Regions from separate parts of the Zea mays genome. Here region 1 is linked to region 2. A link is a contact called in public Hi-C data. All regions are on one chromosome and are shown on one strand. The core of a region is the stretch at or near the end of the contact, and the rest is flanking DNA. Distances in the headings are between cores, read along the strand shown. Region 1 holds the start of LOC100280869 (cyclin-dependent kinases regulatory subunit). Region 2 holds the start of LOC103639558 (xyloglucan galactosyltransferase KATAMARI1 homolog).

Region 1 (6,741 bases), core at 308-2,807, 180 kb before region 2:
AATTCTCACCTCGTAATCTATTCATCATGCAGAATCACCATAAACATACTGGTCATCTCATAGAACAGATTAAACATGATATCAGCGAAACTAACCAGATCACACCATTACAAATATCACATGCACAGATTAAATATCATCGATACAGGTGACATCTTGATCACACAGTAACGAATAGTGTTAAGAAAATGGCAATGTAACAAAGCCTAACACATGGCAGTTCCTTCACAGAATTTCCACGAACATAAGGCACCCACCAAAAAGTCGACCAACTAGATCCCATGTTTCCAACTAACAGCATGTTCACTTGACATAAACTTAGATCACTAGGTAACAATTCTCATCATGCAAAATCACCATGACCATACTGACCATCACACATAACAGATTAAACATGATATCAGTGCTACTAACCAGATCACACCATTACAAAGATCACGTCAAACAGATTAAATATCATCCCTGCATGAGTGCCATCTTGATCACAGTCAACACATAGTATTAAGAAAATGGGCATGGTAACAGCCTAACACATGGCAGTTCCTTCACAGGAATTTCCACGAACACAAGGCACACACCAGCAAATCCACCAACTACACCCGAAGTTTCCAACTAACAGCATAGAGGAATTGATCAACAGAACAGCGACGCCCCTTTTAGAGATGGAAAGGGGGTTAGGGTTTTAAACGTTCCTGGTCGCCGCCCTGGCCACCGGGGGCTCACTTGGCCAGCATCTGCGCGGCAGCCGCCTCCTGCTGCTGCTGGTAGTTGATCGGGCGGCGGAACAGCATGATGTGCGGCTCCGGGCGGTGGATCGCGTAGTGCACCCACCCGCGGCTCTGCTGCACTCCGATCGCGCGCCACTCGTTCTGCAAAGAAGAGAAGGGGAAAAATCCCCACACCAAAAAATTCATCCAGGCATCAGATAACCAAACCAACAGGGCAAGAACGCAATCAACATAAATGCAGGTGGAACTGCAGGCGTTTACCTCGGACAGGAGGCGGTTCTTGGGGAGGAGCTTGGCGACCTCGGGCGGGAGGACGACGTGCCTACGCGGACAAAAAGGGGTTTAGGGTTTTGCCACCCAAAGCAGACCGAAGAGACGGGGAAAGGTGCAGATCGTGGCGGCGAGGGTTTCGTCCTTACCTGTACTCGTAGGTGTCGTCGAAGTACTTCTCGGAGTACTGGATCTGACCCATGTCCACCAACGCTTCTCGATCAACTCCCCTACAGAAAGATTCCAAGATTTTCAGCAAACCACCTACCGGATCGAACAGGAACCAGTACAAATCCACGATTCACAGAGGCACGTTTCGCGGAGTCGCGGAGAATACGAGAAACCGAAGGAGTTGGGGGTGGGGAGAAGAGGGGAGGCGACGCTCGTAGTACCTTGGAGCGGATGCGGCTTTCGCGGAGGAGTGCCCTGGCAAGAGTCGCCGCGAGGTGAGGAGCGTGTTGTGGAGGAGACGGTGTGGGGGCGATGGGAAGGGATGGGGAGCGTATATATTTAAATGGATCGAAAGGAAGAGCAGGGACCCGGCCGTCGGTGCGCAGATGCACGGGCGAGATGGGCCGGGGCGGGTAGGGCAAGTAGAATGTTGCGGGATCACACGGTTCCGTACTTCCGTTCCGTTGTTGGGTGGGTGGGGTGGATTTGCATTTCAAATTAGAGGGAAGCGAGCGCGTGGACCGGAGGAGGAGGAGGAGGGAGTTTCAAATTTTGAAGTCACGGCTTGGCGCGAGTTTCGATTCGACCGTTGTTGGAGTTGGATAGTAGCACGAACGCGAAACAGCGGTTTCACATGAGACCGCCCGGTCTTTATATTTATTTGGTTCGAATTAAAACCATACTAGTAGGTTCTAAGATTTGAAATGGGAATGAAATCATCTGCCGCTGTTCTTTTTGAAGCAGATTTTTTTTTGGTTGTTGTTACCGTTAGCAGCAAGGAGTATCTTCCGGGTGCGTGACGGCCCGCAGGCGGCGTTCACGTTTCCACTTGATCTGTTTCCCGTCACATGCGGAAGCAACGAAAACTTGCTCAGGAAGCTTCAGCCAGGGAAGGCCTTAACATTTTGAAGGAAAAAGAAAAGCAGTCCGGACTCCAGGCCCAAGCCCATCAGAGTTGATGAGTAAACTCTGTAAACATTCAGTTGGGCCGAGCCCGTTTGCAGCCGCTCCTGCGCGTGAGAGAGAAGCAGTAATAAATACACTCCGCTTCTGTCTTTTTTCTGCGGCTGCGGCTGCGGCTGCTAGTGTAGTTTCTGAATTCAGAAAGGCTGCAAAAAATTTAATTTTACATGTTATGATGCAAAGAAAGTGACAAGTGGAAGGATGTTGCTACGACTCACAGAGGCGGAGCCAGGATTACGGCATACAAGTGGAAGGATGCTGCTACGACTCACAGGGGCAGAGCCAGGATTACGGCATAGGAGTGACAGGCCAATTCATCTAATACTATAAGGTGAAAAAATATCGCGAGATATATACACATATGTATACTAATTTATGTATAGCATAGGTAATAGATTAATTAAAAAATACTTGTACCATATAATTATATATTAATTAACTCCGGCAGAGATCAAAATAATTAGCTTCTACAATGATCGGCCAAATTAAAAGCTTCAAATTGATCATAGCTATCAATTATATATTAATATAGATGATCAAATAACTTCACATAAAATCATTTCTCATTTTATTTTGTAGATGTGTTTTGATAAGTTTTGTAGCTAAAAAGCTCTCTTAGTAGTTGCAGTTGAGACTGGAAGGGTGACCATTAACCTTAACAATATGTAAACTATTTGATACATGGAATTTTTACACAATTTGACAAGGCTTTTTATCAAATCAGTAAGTGATCGTAATGTATTTGGCTTTAGATGGTTGTATACTCAAGGTGAATCATCAATTCATCGTGTGACAGCTTTGGGCTAAAATTTATCGATTTTATTATTAACGACGAATTTGCTGCTTAAAAAATATGAGAAATTTTTACTTGGATAGGGAAATTTGATTTGAACAAATAAAATTTCAACTTTCATATTGTATGTGTATAAATATATGGACAATACGGGAGGACTAGGGAGAGCACTGGCAAGGCCCCTGTCCGGTGCTCGCCCCCCTTGGCTCCGTCCCTGCTACGACTGCGACTCTCTCGAAAACCCTGGGACGAAGCCAACTTAACCAAGTGTGACGAGAAGTAAACACGCTAAAGGCTAGTTTAAGAACACTATTTTCAAGTGATTCCTATTTTTCTAAGAAAAAATAAAACTTTTTTTTGAAAAAATAGAAATTCTTTAGAGAAACGATGTTTCCAAACTAGCCTAACAAATAATGTTTCTCTATATCTACGCCACTACTATCCTTGCAACGGACAACAACGAAGCGATAATGGCGAACCAGTTTCATGTAGCCTTGATTTTTTTGAAGGATCAAGAGGGGGGAAACCCCTACTGCGCATTTTATTAGAAAGCGAAAATTAAAGATTAGGCCCTGGTCCTTTTACAATCAATAAAAAGAAGAGAAAAAGAAAGAAAAAGGAAGAGCTATTTCTATATTTGCCACAAATTTAGCCAGTTCGGGATTGAGGTGTCGAATTCTCCCCGTGCTCTGTGAATGATTAGTCGCAATTCTCTACTAAATTCCTGAGTACAGCGGAGCACGGAGGGATCTCTGTTTGAAAACAGCCACTCGTTTCGGCTTTTCCAGATGCTCCAAGTCATAAGAATAATGATCTCCATAGAGAAGGGAACGTTGAGCTGGTGTTTGAGGTTCACAGATGCCTCTTCAGGGTTGGAAATTCTGGGTGGGGCAATGCCAATTGAGTTCCAGCAGGCTTTCGCGAAGTTGCATCTGAGGAAAAGATGATAAAGGGTCTCCTCTCTTTGCCAAAGGCAGTTTTCGCAAGAATAGGAATCTAGCTCCATGTTTCTCCTTCTCAACATATTTCTGGTGTTTAGCCTGTTCTTAAGCCACAGCCAATAGAAGACTCTATGCTTAGGCTGACACTTACTTTTCCAAACTAGTTTGTAGATAGGATGAGTCTGCATCTGGCCCATGAAAGATCTGTAAGCTTTTTGGGACGAGAATTTGTCCGATCCTCAAATATACTTCCAGCGGTCATGAACATTATTAAGAATAATTTGCTCCCAAGACCCCTTGAGTACCAGAAATTGACCAAACGCTTGATCAGAGACAGGTAAATGAAAAAGATCATGAAACTGCTCTTGATCCTTGACCTCTTTGATAGTCATTTTTGAGTTCTTGGCAAAGGAGAAGAGCTCTGGGAAAATATGCCTCGGGATGCCCTGACTCCACTGATCATCCCAGAATGAAATTGATCTGCCATTGCCAATGACGGGGGTAGCCAGTCCTTTGAAGTTTGGCAGAAGCTTTACAATGCTCTTCCACCAGAAAGATCCAACGCTTCTATTACCAGGGAGACCTCGAGTAAGGTAGTAATTGTTCCAGATCAGATGGACCCAAGGTAAGTCGCTGTGGTTGAAAAATTTATGCAAAAATTTAATTAGAAGAGTCTCGTTCTGCGTTTCTAATCGAAGAACACCCAGGCCACCATTCACTTTCCTTTGAGTGACCGAATTCCAAGCAATCAAAGGTGGCCTCTTGGAGTTGATGTCATTTCCTCTCCACAGGCAGTGCTTTCTGAAAATATCAATTTCCTTAATGATGGTTTTAGGAATCTTGAGCGTGCACATGAAGAACATTGGTAAGGCTGAGAAGACCGAATTAACCAATTCCAGGCGCCCAGCCTGGGACAAAAAATTTGAAGAGCAAGACAGCCTCCTCTGAATCCTTTGAATAAGAGGTAAGTAGTGTTCCTTTCTAGGTCTCACCAGGCCCAAAGGCAAGCCAAGATAGGTGAATGGCATCTCGCCAATCTTACAATTGAAGGTACTGGATAGGATCACCATTTTATCCGGAGACACGTTAATAGGGAACATATTTGACTTGTTGTAGTTAACCTTCAGACCAGTAGAAGAGGCAAAAGAGTTGAGGATTGCCTTTAGGAAAAAAAGTTGCTTAGGGCATGCTTCCAAAATCAGAAGAGTGTCGTCTGCATATTGAATAATCGGGAAATCCTGTTCACCAATGTCAGGCAATGGTAGCTTGAGAAGATTCTGCATCCTAGCTTTATTGATGATGCTTTGAAGAAGGTCGGCTGCCAGGACAAACAACAGGGGTGAAAGAGGGTCGCCCTGCCTCACCCCTCTCCTGCAATGAAAAGGCTTACCAGGAACTCCATTAAGTAACACTGAGGAAGTGCCAGAGTGAAGAATGCTCCAGATCCAGTTGATCCACTTAGGGCTGAAACCTTTGTGGATAAGAACCTGGATAATCAACTCATGCTCAATCATGTCAAAGGCTTTCTCGAAATCAAGCTTGAGTACAATGATCTCTTTTTTTGAGGAGTGACAAAGGTGAATATATTCCAAGGCCCATGCCAAGCAGTCTTGAATGGACCTCCCCTTGATGAAACCATACTGATTCTTGTGAACTAGCCGGGGCATGAACGGTTGCAGACGATTTGCCAGTAGCTTCGTTAAGATTTTCATACTATTGTTTAGAAGAGAAATTGGCCTGTAATCCCCCACCTTCATAGGACTCTCAATCTTAGGAATCAAGACAATGAATGATCCGTTGATACTTCTGAGGCAAGCCTGGTCATGAAAGAATTTGTCACACAGATCATAGAAATCGGGGGCAATGACATGCCAGCACTTTTTGATGAAGTTTGTATTAAAACCATCTGGCCCTGGGGATTTATCTGAAGGTAGGAGCTTTATGATGCTATCAATTTCCAGCTTAGAAAATGGCTGATCTAGCCCCTGTAATTGCTCATTGGAAGTTAAAATTCCTGATAGGTCAAACCCAATATCAGAAAAGTCGGACGACCCCAGTCTGCATTTGAAAGCCTCCCAGAGAAGATTAGACTTATGTTCATGTTCAAAGAATATGGTCCCATTGTCATCAGTCAAAGCAGAGATTGAATTTTTCCTGTGTTTAATGGTGGCATGGGCGTGAAAGAAGCGAGAGCAAATGTCTCCCTCAGTAACCCACCGAATAGCCGCACGCTGCTTCCAATAAATTTTTTGAATATTAAGCAACTCAGCCACCTTTTGTTGCAGGATTTCCCTGAAGTTCCATTCCTCAACAGAAAGATCCCGGTGCTCTTCCATGATGTCAATAAGCTCAATTAGCAACTTAATGTTCTTCACCGTTATATCTATTTTCGGCAGCGATCTCTGCCACTCTTTCAGAACTTTCCTAACAATTTTGAACTTGGCAGTCAGATTCTTGGCCTTGTCGGGAATGCTAGGGATCCCATTCCAAGTAGCTTGAAAAAGGTTCATGAAACCATCCAATTCAAGCCAGAAATTCTCAAACCGAAATATCGTAGGTTTAGGAATTTTGGACTTAAATGAAACCAAGCAAGGAACATGGTCAGAGATGTCCCGCGGCAATGTCTTGGCAAAGGAGTCTGGGAAGACAGTCGACCATTCTTGCGAGATGAAAAACCAATCAAGCCTCTGAAGCAGTGGTTCCTGCTGTCTGTTCGACCAGGTGTACGTGAGTCCGTGAAGAGGGATTTCAATCAAATCTAAGTTGCTTATCGCTTCATTGAACTTGAGCATAAGGTTAATATCCCCCCCAATTCTATTTCTGTTCTCCGGCCGACGGATTAAATTGAAATCACCAACTAGAAGCCAAAGTTTGT
Region 2 (7,387 bases), core at 2,638-5,137:
CCGTCAGCCAGTTCTCAGCTGGATCCTATGCTTTGAGGTGACACCACCGCTTGCCTTGCTTGTTTGGGCCAAAATTTTCTGCCCCGGACATCGGATCAATGCACCGCTTTCATGAAGCCAAACTTCAGCAGGAGAACATGCAGGACAACATTTGCCCACGAACCAAGAGCAAATACGGCGACACTATGAACAAACGGAGAATCATAATTAAAATTATCAAACCCTTACCGGTGTCGGTGGTCCATGTCCAAGAGAATATTGGAAATATTACCATTTACCATTACATGCCAAGTACATGCGGCCCACCGGCACCGATAGTATAGTGCATTTCAGCCATAGGGTCTAGTTTGGGAGCAACTAGAGCTAAACCCAGAGAGGGAAATCTGACACAAATAACTAAATTTCTTATTCAAATGTCACTCAGGCCTCATTTGGAACAGAGGATTTGTAAAACATAGGACCTCCTTTAGAATGTAGGATTAGTAAAACATAGGGATGAGAAAAACGTAGGACTAGAGTTGCATGTCGCCTTTAATTTCATAGGAAAATTTTGAAGAGGTTGAACGTCGTATTAAAAATCCTCCAAAATCTCACCATAATACTCAATTCTATAAGAATTTTATAGGATTTATAGTAGCTCAATCCTTTATTCTAAAGGACAACATAAGAAAACTTTCTATAGGGTTTTAATCTTTCGAAATTCCTTCATTTTTCTCATGTTCCAAAGGAGGCCTCTAAAGGGTTACTCACCCTAGAAAATATAGGGTTTCAATCCTTTAAAATTCCTTCATTTTTCCCTTGTTTCAAAGGAGGCCTCGAAGGGGCTACTCACCTTAGGAAATGAAGGGGCATGGATTTACGTTTTCAAACTAGTCCTCGTCAATTTCAAGATCTATCAGCTAGTCTTTTAAGTGTGCTTAAGGAGGTAAAGTCTATGTGCATGTAAATATGTAATCATGTGTTTCCACAGAAGATAGTTATACCAAGCTTGTTTAAACTGACGTCTTGGTGAAACCCGTTGAAATCATGACAATCGGATAACTGTCGTCACCGGTATATGCTGTTGAATGTTGATAGCCCAATTAGATAGTGTCAGATGAGACGTGGTCCCATATGGTCACATAGATCTGGCATGAGAAGGAACACACATTGATAACGTGGTCCAACTTACTTGAAGGCCCACCCTTTAAACCTTGCAGTCCCAGCTAACATCAGATCATCAGTACATACAGAACTAACACAACATCATTAATCCGAGAGCAATGGGCAGGTCGCTACGCCAGTGACCAAAAAAAGACAAACAGTCATATAAAAAACGAACAAATATAGCAGAGTAATCTCAAATCCCATTTTTGCAAAACATTTCTTTAAAGTATACAATTGCAATATGTACGAGAAAATTTGCCTAAATGTGTCCCTCTTGGATTACATATTGAACATGTGAACAAATTGTTAGTAATATCCACAAATTCTAAAACATATAGCTCTTAAGTTTGAACAGAGCAAAACAAACAAAGTAATACAAGAACAAAAATTGATACACCTCTAAATCCTGTAATGGTTTACAAAGGATTATTAAGCAAAAACAGCAAAATCAGTGTGAAAAAAATGGTATTTATAGGGGGTGAGTAAAGGCTGTGTTCCAAATTTCCCCAAAAAAGCGTTTTTGGTGGAGTGGCTTCGTACTACTGTAGTCTGTAGGGGTGACATAGACCATTAATGATGTTCATGATCACCATAGCTATTTGATCTTCTCCTATGTGCAAACTGCAAAGTACATGCATCAGAGCATCTTCCAGAGAGCATGGCTAACTCTACTCCCTTGGTCTCATCTCAAAGATGGCAAGCTCATGGTTCAATTATGTCCTCTTTGTTCACTTTTCCAAGAATTCTTGGCAGCTTCAGCAGATGGACCGCCAGAATCTCCACCTTTATCTTTGGGTTTTGAGAAGAATGGATCCCACTCGTGAGGTCCAATTGTCCGCTGTCCGTCTTCTAACAGACTATACTTCCAGCTATTCTCCTCAACAAAACCTTTGTCTTCCTGTCCTGCGATGATATCTCTTCTCAGCTTTGTCACTTTGTTGATGATCGCCTCTATGGAAACATCGAATGCATCTTTCAAGGTCTCTAGTTTCGATCTTGGATCAGCGTATATCACCTTTGGTATTAGGTTGATGACATCTTCTCTCATTTGCTTGACCACATCTGGGTGGACACTCTTCAGCCTCTCCTCAATGCTGGCATTTCTAGATCGGATGTCATCTTCAGGGATGAACAGAGAGTACCTTGTATAGTTCTTTGGAAGATGCCATGTATACTGGACGTACGCTGAACCGGGATGGAAGAAAACAGGTATGCAGCCAGCCAACATGGAGTCGAAGGCAGATCTTCTCGTGTAGGAGTCGCCCTGGGGCTGCAGGCAGAACAAAGAACTCTGGAACATCTTCATGACCGTGCTCGGGGAGTGGCACTTGCTCTCCCCAAGGTCACACTCCAACAACTTACAAACGCTCGAGACCCTGCACTGATCTATGAGCTGCCCTCTGATGGACATGGGATCGCCAGGACGTGGAGCGCCTGCGAACGAGAAGAGCCACGGGCGTTCCAGGCTCCTCATTCTATCCTGCCAAAGGAAAACTTCGGCGTCCTTGCCTGGGTGGAAGTACGTAGGATATGGTATCCCAAAATCATTCGAGTTCCACGGGCTCGACTCCACCACGAGCATCGACATGTTCCTTGCAGCCGGCAGGAAAAGCAGCTTGCTGCCCCAGTCCGACTCTTCCTCCGTCAGCCTTCGGAAGTCCCAAGTGATCCTCCCCGCGACGAGGAAATGGTCCCGCCCACCCATCACGCTCCACTCGGGCTTCTTCATCAGCCACTCCACCAAATCAAGCGACGCGGCATCCCTCGTCGTGATGTTATAGCCCCAGAGGTACCTCGCCACGTCAAACCCGGCATAGAACGGCACGAACACGGCCGCGGCAACGGACGAGTCCTCGGTCAGGCACTCGTACTGCTTCATCCTGTTGCCGAAGACGACGTCCACGGAGAACTGGTTGGTGCCGTACCATCCGGTTTCGGAGAACACGCCCTCGTCGTTGCCCAGCGGCGGGCCGAGGCCGTCGTTGGTGATGAACCTGCACATGTTGGTCCAGACGCTGAGCTTCTCGCACTCCCGGAGCATGTCCTCGTTGAACCGCGGCGGCAGGTGGTGCACGTAGATGTACCGGCCGCCGCAGGGGTCGCTCTTGTTCTCCGCCGTCCTGAGCGCCCGCTCGAACGGGTACGACGCCGGCGCCACCTCCCGGCGGACTCCGGCGGCGCGCTCGTCCTCCGGCTCCTCTGCGCGGGGAAGGTCGACGCGGGACGCGCCGGCGCCGGCGCCGTCCTGTTCGGGAACGCGGGTGTGGGCGCGCGCAATGCGGGCCTCGGCGGCGGGCTCGTCGGAGAGGACGGCGAAGTGGAAGTAGAAGATGAGGACCCAGAACATGGCGCAGAGCGTGGCGAGGAAACAGAGGCGCGCCGGCGCCGGCTTCCCGCCGCCCTTGTCCGTGTCGTCGTGGTGGGACGGTAGCACCGGTCGCCGCCTCATGGGAGACCTCCGCGCGTCTCCCCCTCGCGCCAGCCAGGCAACGCCGCACCGACACGGCAACAAGGCGACGAAACAACGGCGGGGGGGTCGGGACGGGGGCGCTGGCGACGCGGAAACCGGATCGGCGGATCGCGCGAGACCGGGGCAGGTGGGGTTCGGGTGGGGGTGGGGGTGGAGTGGAACGGAGGGGAAAAGGGAGGTTTTGGTTAGGCTTGCGCTCCGGACGACGGACTGGCGGAGGGAGGGCTATTAGCGCGGGCGGCGTCCGGCCGGCGTGGGATTTGTTTGTATCGTTTTCTAGGATTTGGAGGCGGGGACGGGGGCCAGACCCAGACGTGGCGGACGGCCGTGTTCGCTATTCGCTTGCGCGGCGGGACGTGGGAGCAGTAGTGGCGTGCGCGTAGCCGCGGCCGCCTTTGCATGTCGCGGTGGCCGCTGGAGATGACGGAAGGAAGCAACGAATCTGTGCGCCGGGACCCCCGGGCGCGGCGTGACGGGTCGTGACTACCCGGGCGAGTCCGGTCACCGGCGTGAGCCGTTGCCGGTGGTCTACAGCTGTGGCACGCAGATCGTGTCTTCTTGCTGCTGAGACCTGTGCCACCGGAAACTGACGCCCGCCCTTTCGAAACAGGGGACAGGAACTTTTTTTTTTGTTGTGGCGACAACAGACTGAAGAACATTTCGAAGCCAGACATTTGCAAATTCCAGTTGACCTAGAAATTTATTGTAAATAATAAGGGCACTAAAATGTCACGGCACGAATCATTTTTAGGCGTTAGCCGACCTACATCCTGTCCTGTACTTTGGCATACTACGATGTACGACTGTGAGGATTACAAAAAAACAACTGGCCGCTCAATCGTTGCCGATGGGCTTACGCCTGTTGACTCTGTTGAGGAGGTCGTCAAACCAGCTGCGGGGCAAAAACGGCGAGCCGGTCACACACACACACACACACGGATCCAAAGGACAGACAGGTTCGCGAAAGGCACGCGGCGGCAGGGCAGGCGACCGACACGCCAAAGCCCAAAAGGGGATGTGGGCCGGGGGACGGTTCCGTTCTGCCGACACTGCCTCATCCTGCTCTTTTTTTTTACACCCCGGTCGGGACTCGTAAACGTAAAACCGGGAGAGGTTTTGAAACTTGCACACGTGCATTGTTTGTCTTTGGGCTGGGGTTCCAAGGGCGCCAGATGACGTGTTGTTACGTACGGAGTACTAGTACTTTAAGCCCGTAATGTTCAGGTCTGCTGGAGCCCAGATTAGATACGCAATCTCGTTGTTTTTGGACTGATGAAACAGCCAATACTCTATCACTCTTCTCCTCGGCGTTCTGCACAAAACACGACAAAGTTCCACGGGACAAAAGTGTCCGTCAACCCAAGACATGTTTCTTCTTGTAAAATAGCGTGGCGATCAACGTTGTTATTCGTTTGACTTTAATCGCAAGCAATTTCTATTGTTTCTACAGTCTTTTGTATATATAGATTATAGTTATCACAGTCCGAACAACTGATTTTAGTTAGTCTGAAGCGAATAGTTTGATATTGACGATGTATCCACATGAAAATAAGTACTCGTATTCATCGCTGGGGAAACTTTCAGTATATACTTGTATTCGAAAGCGTTGCATTCTTCTAGAGCATTGTCTTTGTATTTATATATGCAGGGTTCACTTTTTTATACGATAGAGCATATGGGTAGGACTGTAGTAGTATTAAGATAATACAAAATATTATAAAATTGATTTTTGAATTATCCTACTATGAAGTGTATCCTACAAGAAAGAGATTGGACCAAAAAATATGTAAATAGCCCACTTCGATCACATTTTTTCCAAGTGCACATTGTACTACTTAAAGTTTTCTAGCTGCCACACCAAAATAGCTTTAGTGAAACCACCTGTAACCTAATCTACAGTGGCTACAGATTCAATCTCAAGAAGCTTCTTTGTAACCCTTTCACTCATAAAATGGTAAATAACCTCTAAGCATGAAATACATGATTGGAAGTCGCTCTAGGACTTCGGTTCACACACGTACTTTTGGGCAGGGCTTTTCTGGTTTTTGAAATTCAGATTTTGAGGAACAGTACCCGAACTAGTGCAATAAAGAATGGGTACACCGAAAGTTCATGTACCCAAACATTCTGAGTTCAAGATTGGGTAGCCCGTTCTACCCTACTTGTCCATCCTAGCTCTCTTGTCCATTTGGTCAGCTAACGAAACCCTTTGGAGTACGAGGAAGAGCCTTTGCCTAGCGAGAAACTTAAGAGTTGATAATCACATGTTTAACAGCCTTTAATAGAGCATTGAGAAAAGATAGTGTGCAAGCATTGTTCAATGTCGGGTGAGAGCTTGCGTTTGTTACTCTTGATGATCGGCATCACCTAAATGGTTTGGTGGTGATCAGGAGTTCAATGATCACCAAAAAGCTTATGGGTGACCCAACTCAATGCGTACATGATTGTGGGAGCACACCATGCCGGAGTGGCAAAGAACCAACCCATAGAGAGCACATGGTCCTTGCGTGATCAAGGGGGAGCAACACCCTTGTGCTGGGCTACAGTTCTCAAATGAGGACTAGGGAGTGATAAATCTTCGATACCTCAGGATTTGTGACTCATCTTAGACCTTTGGTCGGGCCAGTTAGCACAGCTTGACCGCTCCTAGCTAGCCATAGATCGAACCTCAGTGTGTCCGTGTTGGTGCCGCTGGGGAACCCTAGGGTACAAAAAAATCCCCTCGCTAAACCCTAAAATAGGGTCTGTGGCCAGCCCCTCTAACAGGGTTGCGGTGCCCCTCTAACAGGGTTGTGGTGTCGCTGTGTATGGGTGGGCCAGTGGTTTGGGGTTTTCTCGGACTATGTGAGAAGGTCTTCTTCTTAGCCCTTTAACAGTTGTGTGCGCTTTGATGCCGACCAGGGGACAATACCACGAGTCGATTAGGCCTTAACAGTCCGAGTTTTTAATGTGTCTGTATACCAATTAGAATCTACCACATAATATGTAGTCGATCTATCATAACGCTCAACTAGGACAAAGTCCTCATCAAACATGTGCCAACAATTAATGACAAAATGTCTCCTCATGTAGTGTAACCGGCACTTGAACTTGGTGTCGATGTTGCTCTTGTTGGAGTTGTTGTCGCGAGACTACGGTTGTGAACGTATCAAATTATTTTTGAAGCCATGTTCTCGTGATCCATTTGTGTGATTTAGAGGAGTGCATCAGTCGCATCCACACTACCCCCAACCACTACCGGAATCAACCTCTTCGCCGAGTGCCGGAAGCACTCGGCGAAGCCTTAAAAACACTCGGCAAAGGCTTTGCCGAGTGTAACACTCGGCAAAGAAGGCTCGGCAAACAGTACATCGGCAAAGACTTCTTTGCCGAGTACTTTTTTCGGGCACTCGGCAAAGATCTTTGCCGAGTGTCAGGGTGCACTCGGCAAAGAAAAGCGACCGTTACGGCGCCGGTTGACGGAGACGGCGGCTTTGCCGAGTGTCAACGGTGACACTCGGCAACGAAGATATCTTTGCCGAGTGTCCTCCTGGCAGCACTCGGCAAAGCCGCCTTCTTTGCCGAGTGCCACTTGGGACACTCGGCAAAGAGCCCGCCAGGGAGGGTCCCCATGTCAGGCTCTTTGCCGAGTGCACCAATTGGCACTCGGCAAAGACGACCTCTTTGCCGAGTGCCAGCGCATAACACTCGGCAAAGAACCTAAGCCGGTGCCCAGGTCTGTGCTCTTTGCCGAGTGTTATGACCCAGACACTCGGCAAAGAGCCTCTTTGC

What was found. A called contact is a pair of places that touch in the nucleus more often than the background predicts.
Region 1: a Hi-C map of endosperm shows a contact between it and region 2, with 1.7 times the contacts expected there. The contact joins the promoter of LOC100280869 here to the promoter of LOC103639558 in region 2. A contact is called at or near these places in 2 of 25 Hi-C or Micro-C datasets (bundle sheath and endosperm).

What each region holds. Positions count from the first base shown.
Region 1 is chr9:158,827,374-158,834,114 of Zm-B73-REFERENCE-NAM-5.0, reverse strand. It overlaps LOC100280869 (cyclin-dependent kinases regulatory subunit), which reads right to left and starts at 1,557. Exons shown (of 4, transcript NM_001153789.1): 1 at 1,391-1,557; 2 at 1,148-1,228; 3 at 990-1,050; 4 at 285-869. The coding sequence starts at 1,200. The coding sequence ends at 720.
Region 2 is chr9:158,644,700-158,652,086 of Zm-B73-REFERENCE-NAM-5.0, reverse strand. LOC103639558 (xyloglucan galactosyltransferase KATAMARI1 homolog) reads right to left here and starts at 3,887. Exons shown (of 1, transcript XM_008662293.4): 1 at 1,442-3,887. The coding sequence starts at 3,595. The coding sequence ends at 1,856.